Regions from separate parts of the Zea mays genome. Here all the other regions are linked to region 1. The links are chromatin contacts, called in public Hi-C maps. All regions are on one chromosome and are shown on one strand. The core of a region is the stretch at or near the end of the contact, and the rest is flanking DNA. Distances in the headings are between cores, read along the strand shown. Region 1 holds the start of LOC109939169 (autophagy-related protein 101). Region 2 holds the start of LOC103655544. Region 3 holds the start of LOC100275976.

The links. Hi-C and Micro-C count contacts between places; a contact is called where the count stands out from the background.
Region 2: a Hi-C map of tassel shows a contact between it and region 1, with 5 times the contacts expected there. The contact joins the promoter of LOC103655544 here to the promoter of LOC109939169 in region 1. A contact is called at or near these places in 7 of 25 Hi-C or Micro-C datasets (bundle sheath, ear, endosperm and 3 more) and 1 of 3 datasets of contacts at active chromatin or transcription factors (leaf).
Region 3: a Hi-C map of leaf shows a contact between it and region 1, with 4 times the contacts expected there. The contact joins the promoter of LOC100275976 here to the promoter of LOC109939169 in region 1. A contact is called at or near these places in 3 of 25 Hi-C or Micro-C datasets (ear and leaf).

The regions. Positions count from the first base shown.
Region 1 is chr4:139,760,081-139,763,508 of Zm-B73-REFERENCE-NAM-5.0, reverse strand. It overlaps LOC109939169 (autophagy-related protein 101), which reads left to right and starts at 1,337. Exons shown (of 8, transcript XM_020552618.1): 1 at 1,337-1,536; 2 at 1,633-1,815; 3 at 1,940-1,976; 4 at 2,634-2,719. The coding sequence starts at 1,783.
Region 2 is chr4:140,059,904-140,063,423 of Zm-B73-REFERENCE-NAM-5.0, reverse strand. LOC103655544 reads right to left here and starts at 1,573. Exons shown (of 8, transcript XR_002269158.2): 1 at 1,273-1,573; 2 at 1,100-1,174; 3 at 546-579; 4 at 1-7.
Region 3 is chr4:139,332,906-139,336,479 of Zm-B73-REFERENCE-NAM-5.0, reverse strand. LOC100275976 reads left to right here and starts at 1,351. Exons shown (of 8, transcript NM_001403698.1): 1 at 1,351-1,528.

The DNA.
Region 1 (3,428 bases), core at 88-2,587:
TTAGTTGTTTCACTACTACATTGCAACCATCAGTATCATGCATACTTCGATATATGTCATGATTTGTATGGTCTCATCATTGGAGAGCACGTGCCACACCGGTAGAAGTTCCGTCGTACATTGTTAGTCATCAGGCACGCACCACCATACACGCTTGCTTAAACAAAAAATGCAAGTGTGTGTTTGCGAAGAGAATTAAAGGCATGCCGGCACAAAAGCTACCCCGACGATGGCGAGTAGTCATTGTTGTCGGTCCTCCTCTGCTCACCCCCGGCGCCGAGATGACGCCACAATCCTTGATATAGTAGTCGTCGAACGCGCGCGACATGGTGAGTACCGATGACTCTTGGCTGAGCTACCAAATTAAGTGCACCCCGGGCTCATCAGCGAGGTAGTAGACCTAGTCGTTGCACCACCGGATGTTCTACCCCTCTACATACATCTTGTTCGAGGACACTCACACAACAACAACAATGGTCGTCATCCCAGCGCACAAGAATTCATGGCTAGTCAGTAGCGACTTACGTGGCAGGTTGGGCTTCAGGTGGATGATGAGCTGGACGGCGTGATGGCGCCGTCATCGGTTGCGGTGCCCAGAACAACCTGAGAGTCGTCGGCATTGGTGACGACCATGAGGTCCCATGTTTAACCATGGACAGCGCGGTGCAGCCGCTCTGGACCGCGTCCAAGCGGCGGCTGCGCCGGAGCTTGCCGTACACAGCGGCGCATGGGCCACGTAGGACAACTTCCAGAGATAGAACTGGCAGTCGCCAAGTTTCTTCTCGTCGTCGATGAGTGACGCCAACGCGAGCGCCTTGTGCTAGTGGTGTTTGTTCGAGGTTTCCAAATAAGAAACATGGATTCATCTTTGACATTGGTTTATGAAAATGACTTATAAGTCAGATCCATGGAAAAATATTACGGAGAATAAATGTCACACATGCAAAAAAAAAGAATTTAAGTTCAAAATATTATTCAAACAAAAGAAATTACATGCAAGGCTCTTCTTTAAATACTACTCACTCAATCCAAAAATATAATTTAATAATCTCGGTGATACTTATCTACTACTACACATTGTGCAAGGGTAGCAGGTGGGCTTCGAGAAAGATGTAGTATATGTTTTTACTATAATAGATGTATACATAAACACACATGTAGTGTAGTGGTAGCTACAAGCACATTTACTTGGGGGTCGCGGGTTTGAATCCCTTTGGGCCTGTTTTTTTTAATTTAATTTTAGCTAGACGTGGGATGTACGTGAAGAGGGAGAATGAGAAAAGAAACAGATCTTTTACTGCCTTAATAAGTAGTAGAGATAATAGAAATTATGGGCGATTGGTTGGTCTTCGAGTCGGCTTGGACTCTTCTCTTCCTCGCCAACTCCTCCGTGGCGCCGCCGTCTTGCCTGCAGCTTTTTGAGCCTTCGTCATATCCACCCTTCTCTCTGTCTCGGCATCTGTTTGAGCAGTACAAACCCTATTTTTGGAATTTTATAGCATTGTTTCGTGATCAGTCAGTTATATTTAACATATGGTAGAAATCTGAGCGACTTTCCATAATATTTTTCTAAAACCGCATATTCGTCTCTTCGATACTATTTTTCTAAGATCGGATATTTTAATGGTACAGATCTAATTATCCCAAGCACGCTTCCTCGACTTCCTATCTCGACTCTCCCAAGTCACAACCCTCGACCTCCCCCCTACTCCAACTACTGGAAGCGCCGATCCATCAGGTTCTGATCGATTCTTCTGCCCCGATCCGCAGCGGCAAGCGGAGATGAACTGCGAGACCTGTCAGCTGAAAGAACTGGTTCGCTACCGATCCTAACCCATGCCTCGGTTTCGCTAGGGTTCTTCTGCTTGCTTTCTGGTCGCATATGCTGACGAATTCTTTTTCATTTATTTTTTATGAATTCTTGTTGTTTGGGCTGCAGGAGCTGGAACTGACGGAGATCAGGGATGTTCTGCGCTGTGAGTGCTCTAAATTTTAGTTTTTTTCACATCTCTTCTCATCTCTCTATGTTCGTTGAAAGGGGGCTTCTGTTCGCCTCAATAAATTGCTCTCTATTGACAATTTGACATGACACGGGAGCTATACTGTACTGTATTCATTCACATCCTTATTCGTTGTTATGGTTTCAGTAATTTTTGGAATAGAGTAATTTCAAGTTGCAGTTTTGAAATCATAATTGTGGTTAGCTAGTGGGGTTTACCTTGGTTTCGCTCATGGGGAAATGTAAATGCTGTATGGATGTACGGCAGTGGAAGCTTAACTAAAAATTGGGCTAATAGTGAAGCTACTCTGCAGAAGATCATATTATATCACACAGTTGTATATTGTTCAATGCTTTGTTGTGCTTATCTCGTTCCAGAGTCCTTGCTGTTGTGAGTTCTTAACCTTCTTCTATGTGCTTGAGCTCCTTCCACTCTACAGATAATTGAATTTTATACTTGCCTGAGTATTAGTAAGTGCACTCATCACTTACATGACTTCATAAGGTTTCTCTGGGGATCCTTATCTTTCTTAACTTCAGGTTCTTCTATTAGTAATAAGAAACTGGAGTTCATGTGTGTTCTCTACTACATAGCACCCGCTAATGGATATGGTAAATATGAACTATGCTGCAGGTATTTTGCACACCATATTCTTCCATAGAACCCTCAGCCTGGTTCGCCCCAAAGATGTTGACTGTGATTTCCTCGATATTACTTATGTGAGTATTTCCCTGCATTAAGATCTGGGTTTGTTTCAATGACCAAGGCATATGGCGTTGTGCTTTAAGTAATTATTATATTTATAAATTACTGCTTCCATTTGAAAATTAGTGACACTTTTGCTTTTCACAGACTCCCAAGTGCAATTTTCACCACTAATTTGCAATATATGATTCTAAAGCCAGTATATTCATCAGTGGCATAAATTTTCCAAAGACCCAATAATTGAGTGTTCTAAATTTAGTGAGTTACAAGAAGACGTGACCTTGGATTATTTATGGACATGTCTGGAACCCAAATCTGTGACTAGAGTGTTTACTGGCATTTCACGTATTATGACTGTCGAGAATGCCTCTTTCCTCATTATTATTGCCAATCTAATTGGTTCTGCCTTTGTAATGCTTCACCTAACTGTAGCCATGAGCCATGGTTCAGTATTACTGTTAATAGTACTGAGATTAGACCTGGAAGTGGATTAGCATCCACATCTGTTATGGTGGTGGCTATGGTTGAGGGAGTGCAAGGGGGGCAATCGGGGCCTTGCCCATGGCTGAGCAAGAGAGAAGATTTGTCCTTAATTCTTGCTTGATTAGATTTATACATCTTCTCTCCTTTTATATGGAGAGGCTTATCTGACCCTAAGGAAATATCCTAACCAAATTAATCTAACTTATCTCTTTCCTTATCCTAACTAACCAAATTTTCCCT
Region 2 (3,520 bases), core at 324-2,823, 300 kb before region 1:
GTCCCCACTAAATTCACATTTTATATTTTGAAGTGACATAATGCAACCGAAATTGCTGTTATATTAACTAGTATAAGCCAGGAAACTGATAAATGGTTCCAAAACGATCATAAGATCATTGCAGGGTAAGGAAAATTTATATAGCCATGACAAAACCATTTTTGAAGAAATACAATTAAATTGAACCATGTTCAAAACAACATCAGACATAGCACTAGAGTACCATGTGCAATAGTTCCTAACTTGGCGCTAGAACATGTCTTCCATAAGTTTTAAGCATTATGTATTTAACTGATTATTGAAATAAAGTCCTTTGAGTACACACCTAACTTATTCTTGAATAAAACTTATACAGTGAAAATAGAGTATTTATTACTTCACATATTTCGCTAATACCTTAAAGACCTAAACACATAGGTGGAGGGATTTGAATAAGTGGGAGAAACCATATGTGCACATAGTACATAAGCCATGAACTGATGTTAGTAAGAATGCAAAATAAACACTAAGCTATATGTAGTTCTTTCCAAAGTACTAACACTTACGTCATCACTCCTGATATATGACTCAGGCAAGTACCTGCATAAGCAGAGAACTAACAATTAGACTTAGTATAGTCACTACTCACTACATACATCCTGATTGTTCTTTTTTGTGGATAGGTGGATTGGGGAGAGAGAGAGAGAGGGGTAGGGAGGGAGGGAGAGAGAATATAAATTAGGAAAACAGAGTTCGATGTGGAAACATTTCAGAGGAAGAGGGGTGTCATTACACATAATGCCATAATGGTACCCCTTATCAAAACAATTATCAGCTTTTCAGAATGAATAAGCATTGATATGAATGTTATGGCATCTAGAATGCGAGGAGTGCTTAAGAAACACAACGATTCATCAGATACAATAACACACATGAGAAAATTACCACCCAAAATGGGTTTAGCACTGAATCTGTAAAAATCAATTCCAATGTCATATGGAAAAAAAATTCAGCCCGGTTGACTCAATAAAACACTAAACTTCGGACAACTTATTAAAGAGACCAAGAAAAAGCCTGAATTAGAACACTACTCGCATCCCAGAACTTGGCGCACGCTTACACTTCATGCAAAAACTTGGGTCGCTTCGCGCGCCTGATGCAGCCATCCGGTCTGAGGATCATTGACTCCAGCCACCTGCAAATTAAGAGGGCCCCGAATCTTTTGTGATGCAGGGTGCAAAAACAGAAATGCATTCTGATCGGAGGTGCGCCGGTAGAAGAAACCACACCGACCTCCGCTTCTCGTCGACGTGGGATTGCTGATTCGAAACGAGCGCGCACAGTTCCGCTGCATCCTCGAAAGTAAACTCCATCACCACCGCTCAAGATAGCGGGCGGAGGGAGGGACTAGCTGCGCTGATAGCGGGCGCTCATGGACAAGGGTGGCAGGATACGGCTGGGGCTCTGAGGCGAGCCACGCAGCCGGCGTCGGGATCGGCCGTTCGGGACTCGGGAGAGGAGGCGAGGAGCGGAGGGGACGACTGTACACGAGACCTAGGATGGCCAAAGGAGTGGCCCAGCCTAGCAAAACTGTAAATCTAATATTTTAAAATAGATATATATGAAATTTGATACTTTCTTACACCTAAACTAAAATTTATTTTACTTTCTTAATATATTTATAAAATAATTAATGTATGTGTTATCTATCTATCCTACTTCTTAAGATAGTAGTGTAGGCGTCCACAATAATGTTGGTGCATGGTTCTGTCAGGGCTCATCCGTCATAAAGCGAAGGCCTGTAGCTGCCAGAAATATCACATTTGATTCGAGCCAGGCAGCCAGCCTCGGAACCCAAGCGCGCAGGCAACACCGCCCGTCATCCGCGCCGCCATCAACGGAAGGTGCCGAGGATCTCATACCCCGCCATCAATGAAAGGTGTCAAGGATGTCACACCCGGTTTTGGAAGGTAAACCGAATGCGAACCATGTACGTGACAGGATCAGAACTCACGTACACAACGATTACATAATTGGACATCATCACACGATTCTTGAATTAAATAGCGCAAATGTACTTAGTTACATTAAGATGTCTGAGACATCCATAGAGTCTAATACATATCCATAGTGTTTAACATTAAATCAAAGTGCGGAGTAACGAAACGTAGAATGTAAGCCTACACAGGCAACTGACTGGGGGTTTGCCACTAAAGTAAACTAAAACTCGTTGTAGTCCTGGAACTCCTCAAAGTCATCCATGTTGTCAGCTTCACCTCCTGAGCACTGAGTACAGTGGGAACAACCTGGGGTGGGGTGGTTTGTAAAGCAAGGGTGAGTACACATCAACGTACTCAGCAAATGTCCCGTTTGGCTAAAGTGGACTAGCTGTATGTGGAGTTAAGGTTAAGCAGTTGCTTTTAGTTGGTCAAGCTTTATTACTATAAGTATAGCCAAATTTTAGTAATAACCTAGTTATTACCCAGAGGCACTCCCTATAAGAGAAAATACCAGAGATCAGATTTATAACCATCATTGCTAAACATCATCATAAAAGTAACCATTGTTCTTCTAATCGAAGAGAATCCCAATGTTGCTCTTAACCGTGAGCACGGCTGATATACCAGTTTCTAACACTATGCAGAGGTTGCACACTTTACCCACAAGCCGTGATTCCCATTCTGCCCGGGGTTCTAGCCTCCCCATTGATCACTACCAAGGTGACCTAGCAGGGTCTCACTACGTAGCCTTTACAAAGATTTCCCAGAGGTCATAGCCGCCCGTTAGGTTTCTCCAGTTTGATAAACACAGTACATCTCCCCAAAGAAGGGTGACTAACAAAACCAAATCAAAGAACCTCTGCAACCAGCCTTGGCAGAGCAAGTACTGTGCCCGGACCCCATTGATGGCCCTACGGCGAAGCCAACTACTCATCTGGTTCCTCTAATTAATTAGCTAAGTGTGTCTCATTCCACCCTCATGGTTGCACTGTTATCCCGGGTTGTCACTCCCCAAACAGGTCCTTACGGAGAGGCACTCAGGAAAGAGCTTGAGCCCCCTAAAGTAATCACAAGGACCCCATCGGGATAACATCATCGTATCATAAAAGATCACATCATGTTCATTGATTAAGTTTAAGCAATAGCATAAGCTAACCATGATTAACCCAAAAAGGTAAACAAGGGTAAGGGAAATACAAACTATTCAATCCTTAAGTTTCAGTAATGTAATGCGGGACAGTGAATTATAAAGTATAGTAGGACATAGTGGGTCTGAGGACACTTGCCTTCACCAGGTTGTTGCTAAGGGAGGTCTCCAACAACACACTCAGGAACCTCGGACAGCTCGTTGTCTAAGTAAAGCGAGCATACATTCAATACATTCGGAAAAGTATAAATGAACAGCACATCAAACATTTACAATCATTGACACATAACTCAAAAAGGTACAACATTAAGTGTAGGGGAATGATATCAAGTTACAAAGAAAATGGAGTAATCCTAATTGGGGAATTGATTACTCTTTAAATGTTTGGGACATA
Region 3 (3,574 bases), core at 102-2,601, 430 kb after region 1:
TGCTGTTGGGATATTTGAGGTTGGAATTCTTTTCTTTAATTCATGTACATTTTCACTAACTGATGTGCGGCTAATGCTAAGGTATTAAGAGGTTAAGAGAAATGGGAAGATCAGTAAACCAGTAATCTACTAATCTCCTTTTCATAAACTTGGGGAAATAGCGCTATGTATTTAACTAAAATGATACTATTAAACCATAGGTCATAGGTCTAATCCAAGTGTCACTACAGTTTTTACATAAGTTAGTTCACTGGAGAACAGACTTATCCGCCTTCAGTAATGCATTTGTTGTGTTCTTCCCACTACTACTGGTACTGAGCTTTTTGCTCACTTGACAACGGCTGATGGAGTGGGCGTTGGCCGCAGGTGGCAAGTGCCTACATCAACGTCGAATGCTACTACTTCATTGACATACCCCTCGGCATTGCTCTCGTAGTACGAGCGACCGTGCTAACTGGTAGATGGGTGATTCAGCCCTAGCCAAATTCTTTGTGTGTGTATCAGCTGCTGAGGAGAGGAGGTGATTCCAAGAATGAGTGCACTACTGCTATTGGCTTCAAGTGGATGCTTAATTAGGCGATGACTAAAACATGCAGTATAGACAATTTAATTGGATATCATTTTTCTTTTTATTTTTTCACTCAGTTCCAGTTCATTCACAACTAGGTGCAATGCACGGGCACTAACCTATCTTATATAATACACTACTAGGTGAGTGTCCGTACATCACAGACCCGAATTTCTCTTCGATGTCATCCCGGACAGCTCGCGAATGTCATCCTTTATCTCATAACTGCATAACACATTTGTATATATAAATTATCGAGATATTATAGGTCCCCGTTGCAACGCACGGACACTGACCTATTGATGAATATGTATGAATTGATGAGTAATGAGTTATATTAATTTAACGTTATATTGATGTGATCTATGAAAGTATCAGTATAATTATTATTTTTTATTATTAAATTAGTTTGAAATTAATTTAAAACTGATTATTATATATGTTATTTTTTAATTTGACTCGTGAACTAAATGAGTCAGCTTAAGCAGGGGGTGTTTGGTTGCTCCTGCTAAAGTTTAGTCCGGGTCACATCAAGCGTTTGACTTTTAAATAGGAGTATGAAATATAGATCCAACCAATTAGACTAAATTTGTCTCGTCTTTTAATCTTCGGCTGACAAATTAGTTTTATAATCCGACTACATTTAATACCCGGAACGGAGGTTCAAACATTCGATGGGACAGGACTAAACTTTAGCGGGGTGTAACCAAACACCCCATTAAGCTCGTAAATGAATTAAGCTAAGTTTATCTTATTAGCTTAACGAGTAGAACCGAGAGCCTAAACTAAAGCAGTCTGGCTGTGCCTACACGCTTGCCTTATCTTCTCCCGTTCACCCCGCCGTGCGCGCGCGCCCCCGCGGCGACAACCGGGCGACCGCCGCCGACCTACGCCAGGTGCCAAGCCGTTCCTCAGTCCCATCACGAGGCCTTCAACGAACCCTTCGCCGGCGACGAGAAAGTATGGGCACCCCTCCCCTTCCCTTTCTGTTGTGCGAAACCGAGTTCCCGAACCCTAACCTATTTAGCTACTTGCATGATCTAATTTCAAGCTTATATATATAGTGCCTACTAACTTCGATTTTTTTGGCAAAAAATACTGGGTTTGTACACCCACGTCCTTTATTGTGTCATCTGCTGAGAGGAAGCATTCCATAGCCCAAGTATTAGAAACTCGTATTGATCCACTGTATTTTACATGTGAAATTTGGATTTTAATTTTGTGCTGAGGAGACAGTGATCAATCAAGCTGAGATAAGAGAAGGAATAAGAGGTTTTTGTGCCTTAAATTTTAACAAATTAAGAAGAATAAGGCTTCCCGGCTAATGTTTTATTTGCCTTAAATTTTCCTCAAATCATTGTGAGAAATGAATGAACCAACCAAAACGTGCTTGGACATGCTGAACTTTGTTAGTTGCCAATTTGTAAGTGCGTGTGAAATTTGTCTAAATTGATCCCATAGGCCTTGGAACCACGACAGGTGAAGATTTGTTTTAGACATATTGGGGGTTCAATGGAATCCCATGTCACATGCCAAGTTCACTGCTATCCCCTTTGGGAGTAGACTTATTCCACTTTTTACTCATGTCCAATGTTAAGTCATTGAGATGGTTTGAGTCGCTAGAGCACCGATAAGTCGATTCAGCTGACTTATCGGGCAACTCGGACGACTAATCGATAGTAAGTCGTCCGACTAATTGGCTAAATCGTCTAGACCCTAAAAAACCGATATAAGACGACTTGCCATGTTTTTGTATGAAAAAATACTGATTGCACAAAAAAACTGATTATAATGAAGAAAGTGACTTGTCCAAGTACACTAACATAGCAATCGATGTAACATAATCTCAGCCACACGGCAAGCATTCAAGCACAGTACCGGAGCGGAGCAGAGCAGATTTAGAAGGGAAATAATAGACAGGGTCAAAGCCTCACAGGGATTACCGGAGCTGGAGGACGATGTGGCTGGTGGCTGCCGACAGTTGATGCAGGAGGCGAAGGGAGAGGTGATCTCGTGGAGCACCACCGAGCACAAGTGAGATTGACAATTGACGATGAGACGAACGACTCCTGTTTCTGGCGGCTGGGAGTGGAGGGGCAGGAGAGAAGGTTGGAGAATAGTGGATTGGAAGTGGACCAGTCTGTTTTTGGAACCCTAAGACCTAATGGGCTGGTTGACGGGCTGAGAGATGAAACCCAAACCTTTTTTATTTAAGTCGTCCATGACATAAAACCGCGACTAATCGTTTGAATTAGACGATTAGTCAGATGACTCGTTATTAAGTCGACCAAGTCGTGTCGAAATGTATACTGATGCTAAAAAACCGATACGGCTGACTAATCGCGATTAGTCGAACGACTTAAAAACACTGCTCATGTCATTCCTATATGGAATGTGAGATGTATTTTTTTTCTATACTGGTGTACAAATGTTCATTAGACAGATTTGATGCTTCCATTTCCTTTTTTCAGTTTTATTGTTTTATTTAGATTATCATGTAGATTTCCTTGATGTATAATGTAGTGTGGTCATGCCAATGGTAGCATACACTGCCTCTATCTTTTGTTTGAGTGTCAATAAGGATCTCTAAGCGATTGTGTTACGTGGTACCCCATGTTTTAAAGTTGTATGACTAATCGCGATTAGTCGGCCTTATCGCCATTGCAAGCTCGATTAGGGTGTATGATGCGACTAGGGCGACTAGAACTCTGATCGTCCGACTAATTACGATTAAACGGTGATTAGTCGTCCGATTAGGAGTTCAATCGACTAATTGCTGTTGATAAAATTCTCTTTGGGGGCTGGTGCAAATCTCCCTAGAGCTATTGACCAAACATACTCTAGAATTAGGAAGCATGCTGTTCCTCTTCCTCCACAATCTGGTGAAGCTGATTCTAATGAAGAAATGCAAGAACAAGGAGGAGAAGAACTTTCTGCTGCATCCACTAAAGATCCAACTAGAGATGGAGGTAGGTTTGAACTAGCTGATGATATGCTTGATTAGCA